3 separate regions of the Hordeum vulgare genome follow, and all the other regions are linked to region 3. Evidence: chromatin contacts called from public Hi-C data. All regions are on one chromosome and are shown on one strand. The core of a region is the stretch at or near the end of the contact, and the rest is flanking DNA. Distances in the headings are between cores, read along the strand shown.

Evidence for each region. Hi-C and Micro-C count contacts between places; a contact is called where the count stands out from the background.
Region 1: a contact with region 3 is called in a Hi-C map of seedling, with 2.8 times the contacts expected there. The contact joins the promoter of LOC123437427 here to the enhancer-like site in region 3. A contact is called at or near these places in 2 of 6 Hi-C or Micro-C datasets (leaf and seedling).
Region 2: a contact with region 3 is called in a Hi-C map of seedling, with 2.2 times the contacts expected there. The contact joins the promoter of LOC123437379 here to the enhancer-like site in region 3. A contact is called at or near these places in 1 of 6 Hi-C or Micro-C datasets (seedling) and 1 of 1 datasets of contacts at active chromatin or transcription factors (embryo).

The regions. Positions count from the first base shown.
Region 1 is chr1H:364,937,483-364,940,182 of MorexV3_pseudomolecules_assembly, forward strand. LOC123437427 (probable E3 ubiquitin-protein ligase ATL44) reads right to left here and starts at 1,344. Exons shown (of 1, transcript XM_045115709.1): 1 at 1-1,344. The coding sequence starts at 186. It overlaps LOC123437411 (putative pentatricopeptide repeat-containing protein At3g25060, mitochondrial), which reads right to left. Exons shown (of 1, transcript XM_045115708.1): 1 at 1,448-2,700. The coding sequence ends at 1,733.
Region 2 is chr1H:364,621,015-364,623,714 of MorexV3_pseudomolecules_assembly, forward strand. LOC123437379 (histone H4) reads right to left here and starts at 1,327. Exons shown (of 1, transcript XM_045115705.1): 1 at 784-1,327. The coding sequence starts at 1,236. The coding sequence ends at 925.
Region 3 is chr1H:364,775,190-364,777,951 of MorexV3_pseudomolecules_assembly, forward strand. No RefSeq gene overlaps it. Among protein-coding and RNA genes, the nearest start is that of LOC123437395, 17 kb to the right of the region's middle. Within about 2 kb of position 1,447, at least 3 of the 3 cell types and tissues checked have open chromatin away from gene starts, as enhancers often do. A contact at or near this core is called in leaf and seedling, where this site is marked.

The DNA.
Region 1 (2,700 bases), core at 94-2,593, 160 kb after region 3:
GCGCGCGCACCGCGCGACGGCGGCGAGGCCGACTACGCAGATGAGCGCGCAGAGCAGGGCGGCGAGGATGACGACGACATCTGAGCTGACGCCGGCGGGCGGATCGGCCGGGGGGATTCCCGGGATGCGGCCGGGGTCGCCGCTCTGGAGGAGACGCCTCGAGGAATACGGCGATGGCCGGAGCATCGCCCACGTTCGTCCAGCGCCGGTGGTTGGAAGGGGCCTTTTCCGCTGAATTAAAGTTGTGGCGAGACGCGAGAGAAGCGAAAGGGGAGGGTGGTGGTATTGGCAGGTTGCGATTGTTAATGGCGGGCGGGTATGCGTCGTAGCGAAGCTCCCGTGGCAATTTCCCGCGGGTATTGTCGACCAGCTGGAAATCTCAAAAGGCCCACGTGGACGCGCCAAGATAATTAGAGATTAAGATTTTTTTCTAATTTCATTTTTGGGGGATATTAATGTTTATTTTCGAATGATGTGGTTTCATTCTGCAATGAAATGAAACCGGCGAATCTTCTGAAGAAAGGAGTTGCGCTGTAGTCGGACGCGAAATTCCGCGTCGTGCGAAAGCCGGCGAGTTTGCACTCATCGGCAAGTCAACGACGGGGCCAAACCAGAGCTGCACGATCAAGCGGAAAAACGATCCCAATCATGAGCAGCGGATGCCCAATTGCTAGTAGTTGAATCGCTATAGCTATAGCCTAGCAGCCTCGAGCAGCGAGCGGCATGGCCATGCTCCCACATGGGGCAGGTGAGGTCCATCCGACCCGCCACTCCTACTCCTTCACAAGCAAGCGTTCCTCTTCCTCACCAACTAGCAGCTCCAACGAACGCCACGACAGTCCAGCCAGCGTTATCTGGACCCTCTTCCCACGTCAAGATTCGTAGCGATCACGATGAGTCCACAAGACGAACCCCCGGAGAAAAGCAACGCAAGGCAAAGCAAAACTTTGCCACGCTTCGGGTCGCCTTCCCCCGCCCCGCGGCAGGAGACGCCCGCGGCCACTCCGACGGCGACGGCCACGCTCGCCGACGGGGCACTACCGCTACGAGGCACACCGAAACGATCGCGAGGCCGGTGCGTGGACTGACGACGGTGCGGAGAAGGCTCGGGATGGCGCGCCGAGCACGGGCGGTGCTGACGTCGCGATCGGGACTGGTGTTGGTGGTGGCGGTAGAGTCGTGGCGCCGTAAACCTCGACGACCCACCGCTGCGTCATGTATTCAGAGGTACGGTCGCCTACAACTCTCGCCACAATTTCAACAGGGGTGACGACGCAGACGCAGTGCATATGTGGACTTGTGGAGCTGCACTCGGGTGCCACTTATTTCAGCAGACAATGACTGATGAGAGACGTTTGCACAGTTATTATTCTGCTTATCCTCCCTACGGTGTCAAATCCGATCAGGTTGCTTGAGAAGCATGAAAGATCTAGAGCCTTCCTTCAAATTTTCTGAAAGGTAGCTATCCCGGTTTCATATATGAAATCTGGTCAAAATCAAATCACTGTGTTGCAGTTGCACAGGAGGACAACTGGAACTGGCACTCACCTATTATATGCTGATCCACGTCAGTCAGTCAACTCCGCGTATCTCTATCGAGCATTCGAGCTACACCCGGGCTTCATTAGCTTCCGCACGACCTTGTCCCAGTTCATGGTAGCGGCATAAAGATTTGAGACCAAGCAAAGACGGAGCTGATGGGCAACGGACAGGTTGTGTCGCGAGACACCCTTCACCAATAATCGCCGCAGGAGCAGGCTCCGTCCTTGAAATGGTGGAAGCGTTTGGCGTCTCGCACCACGATCTCCCTGTCGGCGATCTTCGACATGTACTTGATGGCGTCGTGGCAGTCGCCGCAGACCCTGAGGTTCTTTATGACCACGAGCCTCGTCCCTGGGCTGGTGTTCAGAAGCCCAAAGGCGATCGCCAGCCTCTCGCTGTGGCGGCTCAGAAGCTGCTCCTTGACGCCTTCCTCGAGGTCATGGTACACGAACTCCGTCTTTGGGATGTAGCCCATCTTCCTCATCTCGGAGTCGAGCTTCGTGACCATCTGTAGGATCTGTCTATGCTGAGGATGGCTCTGATCTTCCATGACGAACGTGTGCAGTGCTCCGCGTATCTCTATCGAGCTACACCCGGGCGCCTTCTTGCTGCCGTGGTCCTTCATTAGCTTGCGCACTTCCCTGACCTTGCCCCAGTTCTTGGCGGCGGCATAGAGATTTGAGACCAGGGCAAGGACGCCAACATCCCCAGGTTGTAGTTCAAGGATCTTCTCTGCTGTGTTCTCTCCAAGTTCCAGCTTCTTGTTGTTCAGGCAGCCTGAAAGTAGAGCGACCAGAATTGAGATGGTTGGTTTGCTGTGCAATGATGCCACCAGGCCATTGGCCTCTTCAACAAGACCAGAACGAGCTAAGAGATCCACTATACACACCAGGTGTTTCTCGGCAGGTTCAATTCCATACTCATTAACCATGCAATTGAACCAGAATTTCCCTTCTTCTACGAGACCGGAGTGGCTGAGAGCCGACAAAAGAGAAGCAAATGTGGCGTGATCAGGTCTCACTTCGTTTTTCTTCATTTCTTGGAACAAAGAGAGGGCATCGCGGCCTCGTCCATGAGCACCGTAGCACGCAATCATCACATTCCATGAAATCAAGTCTCTCGAGACAACCTTATCGAAAAGCATTTGGGCGCTTGCCA
Region 2 (2,700 bases), core at 77-2,576, 150 kb before region 3:
TGCACCGAATAGAAAATCTTTGGGGGTTGCTTTTGGAACCTGCAGGCTGGCTCGGTTTGTGTATGTGTCTGTCGGCACCGACTTTAACATCGTCCTGCATGGTTCATGTCGCTCATATGTGGACGTCAGGAGGCGGCTTCTTGACGCAGGCCTCAGATAAAAACGACCTCAAGGGGGACTCCGCCGATTCTTGACAACCTTCAATGATCTGCTCCACGTGAGCTTTGGATTCCTGGGCCTTAGCGGGGAGCGCTTGTAGACCCACAACGTGTGCCGCGCCTTGGGCCGCAGGCAGGCGGCCTGGCGACAGCCAACACGATCCAAAACCAAGGAGAAGTCAACCATGGTTCATGACAAAGCACGCACATATTTTCTTTAAAAAGATGACAATTTTTGCTTCTCTCTTTTCACCTGAATTCCCCTCAGGTCCAGGGTCTTCTTGAGCTCGTCCAGCATGCTCGTCCGGCTGATGTCGATGCTGCCGACAGCTGCGGAGACAAACTATCGAACCTCTCGTTGATACAAGCCAACTGAAGCAATCTGCTTCAGTCGAAAAAGAAAACCGAACAAGTTTTTTTTTTAAACTACTCCCATAGAGTTCAGCATTCAGCTGGCGATACTATCAACAGCGATCCATCGACTGTTTTGAACTCTGGATTCACCAAACAAACCCAATACTGTATTGCCATTAGCCGGAAGACGAGATAATGATATTAGAAGAAGGGGATTCTAATCTACGTTTATGGAGTCCAGAATATATATACTACTACGATTCAAATCGAATGCAAGATGAATATCCATATTATAGAATCTGGAACTCGTTACAAGCACCAGCACGCAGCTGCACACACATGACCAGCACACCAGAGAACGACGACCCGCCTGACCACAACTACACCCGAAGCACCTGCACCACGCGAGGGCTTAGCCTCCGAAGCCGTAGAGGGTGCGGCCCTGGCGCTTGAGCGCGTAGACGACGTCCATGGCGGTGACGGTCTTGCGGCGGGCGTGCTCCGTGTAGGTGACGGCGTCGCGGATGACGTTCTCGAGGAAGATCTTGAGCACGCCGCGGGTCTCCTCGTAGATGAGCCCGGAGATGCGCTTCACGCCGCCCCGCCGAGCCAGCCGCCGGATCGCCGGCTTCGTGATCCCCTGGATGTTGTCTCGCAGCACCTTCCTGTGCCGCTTCGCGCCGCCCTTTCCCAGGCCCTTGCCTCCCTTGCCGCGGCCCGACATGGCTGGCGACGCTCGCTGGATGGCTCTGCTGCTCCGAGGGTGAGATTGGAGGGGATTGGGGAATTGATGTGTGATGCGGTGGGTGTTGAGCGGTGGGGGGTCTTTATACCGGAGAGAGGCTTGGGGACGGATCCGTGGGATGCTGGGTTACGAACGTCTGATTCGTGGAGAGGGCTAGGCGAGGATCGGTGACGTGGCTGGGAGAAACGGCGGGAGGAGATCGATCCGTGTGCGGATGGTGGTTGCGAAGCGTTGGATTAGGAACGGAGGAGGTGCGGATCGGTGACGTGGCAGGGGATGATTGTGGAGCTGCAGTCACCCAAGGTCCAGCTTTTTTGTGTGTTTTTCTTTTGAGAAACTACCCCAAGGGCCAGCTGATACACGGAAGAGAAGGCCGCGACCAGAACGCACGGGTCGGCTAGCAGGTATGGGCCGGCACATTAACGTATTTTCTCTCTTTTGTTTTGCGAAAAACATTAACGTGTTTCCTCGCTCGGTCGGATTATCATTCTTCCAGTACAATGGTTGCACAGGTCTGATTTTGTTGCTCCTTTTCCGTTTTGTTTTATGTTTTTTTTTACTTTGGTTCCTTTTGTCGATGGTTTTTCTGATTTTATTTTGTAAATTTAGTTTGCTCTTGTGTTTTTTTTTGCGAAAGACTTTGCTTTTGTGTTTTACTAGTTTTCTTCCATTTTTCATTCTTTCTTGTTATACTTTGGTTTTCTTTGATTTCTCTTCTTTTTATTTTTATTTATTTCTTTTTGTCGATTCTTATCAGCTTTTTTTTTCTGTTCAGAACATTTTAAATTTTTTTCTGTACCCATCATCACTATTCATAAGCATCAGAAACATATTTTATATACACATAGAATATTTTAATATTAATGATCAACATTATTTTATCTTTTTTTAAGTCTGTTTTTTCTACACATTCTACATTTTAGTTATATAACTAATACAATTTTATTATACATATTTAATACTACTAAAACATGGTAAAAAAACTTAAATTTTTATAAATTTATTAGAATAATTCAAATACAAGATTTAAAAATTATTATTACATTGTTCAGTATTTTTATATACACTTTCAAATGCTTCGTTAACATTTTTCATTTCTAATTTAAATTTATTTTGATACATGGTCAACATTTTTGTACACATTTAAAAAATCAAATGCTTGATTAACATTTTCATGTATAGTACTACCGTCTTTTAAATACTTGATTATCATTTTTTAAATAATAATCAACTTTTTTTCTTCCACTTTGTATATAAAATTTGTATAAATGTGAAACTTTTTCTCTATACACATTTAACCTTTTTCAAATGCTTGGTTAACATTTTTTCCATTTATTTATGTAAATTACTTTTGTAATATATTTACTTAAAATGTTTGAATGTATAAACAAAAATTAATAAAAATGTGGCCTCCCAAACGTCGGGGCGGCTCATCTCGCACCT
Region 3 (2,762 bases), core at 197-2,696:
ATGGAGGGCCGAGTGTATGGCTCGGCGTCACCTTCGGTTTGATCTGTTCTGGCCGGTGCAGCCATCGATGGTGGTCACCTCCTCCGTCGTAGGTGGTCGGCCTGAGGCTGGATAGTCGGATCTTGAGATCGGTCATCTAGTCTCGGCTACGAGTTGGGAAAACATAGGTATCGGTGAAAAGCGAGCTGACGATAGGCGATGGCGGCGTTCTGCGTTGTTACCTTGATGAAGGCATCATCATGTAACTAATGTCGACCTGCTCGTGTTGTTCTTGATAAACCCTAAGATCTGGTATTCCATATCGAATGATGACAACACTACGGCGTCGTTGCTCTCTTAAGAGCATCGCTTGTGGAGCAGCATTGGAAGATAGAGGTGGGAGGTTGAGCGGCTTCATCTTGAACGGAGTTTCGGTGAAGATGTCAAGTCATGCCTGACCGACACGTGCTCTGATGTGTCATGCATGTTCGGCAGGTGTTACGCACGACATATTTTTCCAGAGTCTTCGTGCCGGGATGGACGAGCGCAGGACGATGGCGTTGTTAGGCGTCGTGGTGGCGTCGACGGATGGTCAGATAGCAAGGATGATGCGTATCTCTCGCGTGAAGATGGGACAGTGGCTAGATGATGATGGCGACTTTTAAAATGTATTCATGTGGTATACGTTTTAGGTCTGTTGCACCTGTTGTTAGAGTCGATACGTTATATAGATGGATCGACGACGACATTGATTTTAGATATGAAGAATAAGAACACCTCACATTATCAAAATTGTAGGTGTAAGTGATGGCTTTGAATGGCTTTGTATGTTCTTGTTAGATCTTTATCGAATAATTAATAACGATGGATGTAATGCTGAGGCCAGGGATTTAACCTCTTTTTTAAAAAAACTACTCCCTTTGTAACTAAATATATGTTTTTTTAGAGATTTTAATAAAAACTACATACGAAGCAAAATAAGTGAATCTACAGTCTAAAATATGTTTATATACATCTATATATGGTTTATAGTGAATTTTTAAAAAAAAATATATCTAGAAACGGATGAAGTACACAAGAAAGAACAGAAAACAGTTCAACTCTACAAGAGCGAATATTTCCCGCGCTTCGAACGTGGGAAGGAGAGGTCCATATATACCGGCTCTCCGAGCAAGGTCGCTCTGCTTGTACAATTCCAGCAGTACCCGAAAACCTTCCCGAAAGGCTGAAGCAGACACTCTGCTGTCGTAAGTCTCACTACGAGAGGCCAACAGAAAACACGCGTCAAGGTCGGAAAGTGACGCTTGGCCTAACTGCACACACATATGCACCGGGATCATCATCGACATTCTCCTCCCGTTGCAACCTAAGTTCAAAGTAGGCGCGGTGTCAACCTTTGTGTGCATTGGACGAGGTACGGACCACTAGTCCGAGACTGCACACTGCGGGTCCGATATGCGCCACCTACTCATGTGAGTAGTAGTACCGGGCATCCGGAAGCCTTGTCCACAAAAGCTTGGAATATAGCATCATTAAGACAACCCTTAATTACTGATCGCATGGCGCCATCACCATGGCCACTAACTCATCGATGACAAAAGCTTCAACCAAATCAAGTTTCCCACCGATCAGCGTGAACCTTGCACAGGAGAGCATTCGTACGCGCGGCAAACCCGCCACGGATCCGCGCATTAATTTCGACCATAAGAGTATAAGACTGCCGCAGGAAAACACGACCTTTACGACGATGTTCTCTCCGAAACTTGGCGAAAGACACGACCGACGGAGCGAAAGGAGGGAGCAACTCGCGCTTCATTTACACGTACTACTCCCGAAATCGCTGAGGCTCCGGATGGACCAGGCGTCTCCGTACCCCAGGGTGGAGACAATTTGGCATCGTCCAGCGCCGAAAAAGGAAGCATGGGCGCCTCGTTGAGCCACTCCGCTGTCGACGCGTGCGGGCACATGAAACGACCCCCCGCCGCCGCAGGCCGGCCGGTGATGACTCAGCGGTGAGGCCGGAGGCCCGTGCCGACACCTGTACGCGCCCATGCGCTGTTACGTCCACGTACGGGTGTTGCGTCCGGCCGTGCTGCCGCCGTCAGCATCGCATGATATATGATCGACCTCTCGCCGGCGGCCAGCTTGCTGATATATGCATGATATACGTACAAGCTTGTCGTTTCACTTGTTAAGCTTCTTCCGAACGTACTGACGTGTTATCCCATCGATCGGCCGGTGTAAGTTGTTACTAGTGACGTAGTGACGTGTGTTACAAAAAGGTAGTACTTAGTGACGTGGTACTGTGGACTGTGCTACCCCGGGCCCCGGATTACGCCGTGGATCGGAAGCTTCAACGAGCAAAGAGAACAAAAAGGTGATGTTAATGTGCTTATGAAAGTAACATCATATGATAATGTAGTGTATGCCATGTGGTGGTGGCTTTTTTTTTGCGGGAATGGTGGTGGCTGTTAACAAGTTCGGCAGTGCATCTCCTTTAAATTGTTAGAGCATCACTAATTGGATTGAATTAATTTAGTCATTCATATGTCAGTGGATATATTTGAACATGTCCACGGTCGATCCTCATATGTCCGTCGGTGCAACGATATTCTTCATCTTATTCATTTGCCCGTCCTTAGATTCTTACACGCTCATGCACGTAAATAATACATTCACCACACAAACAACATAGAACATAACACATACATAAACGTTCATGCATATTTCAAGGACATATTCAACAACATAAGGGCATAATAATACATTCTTCAGTTCATAAT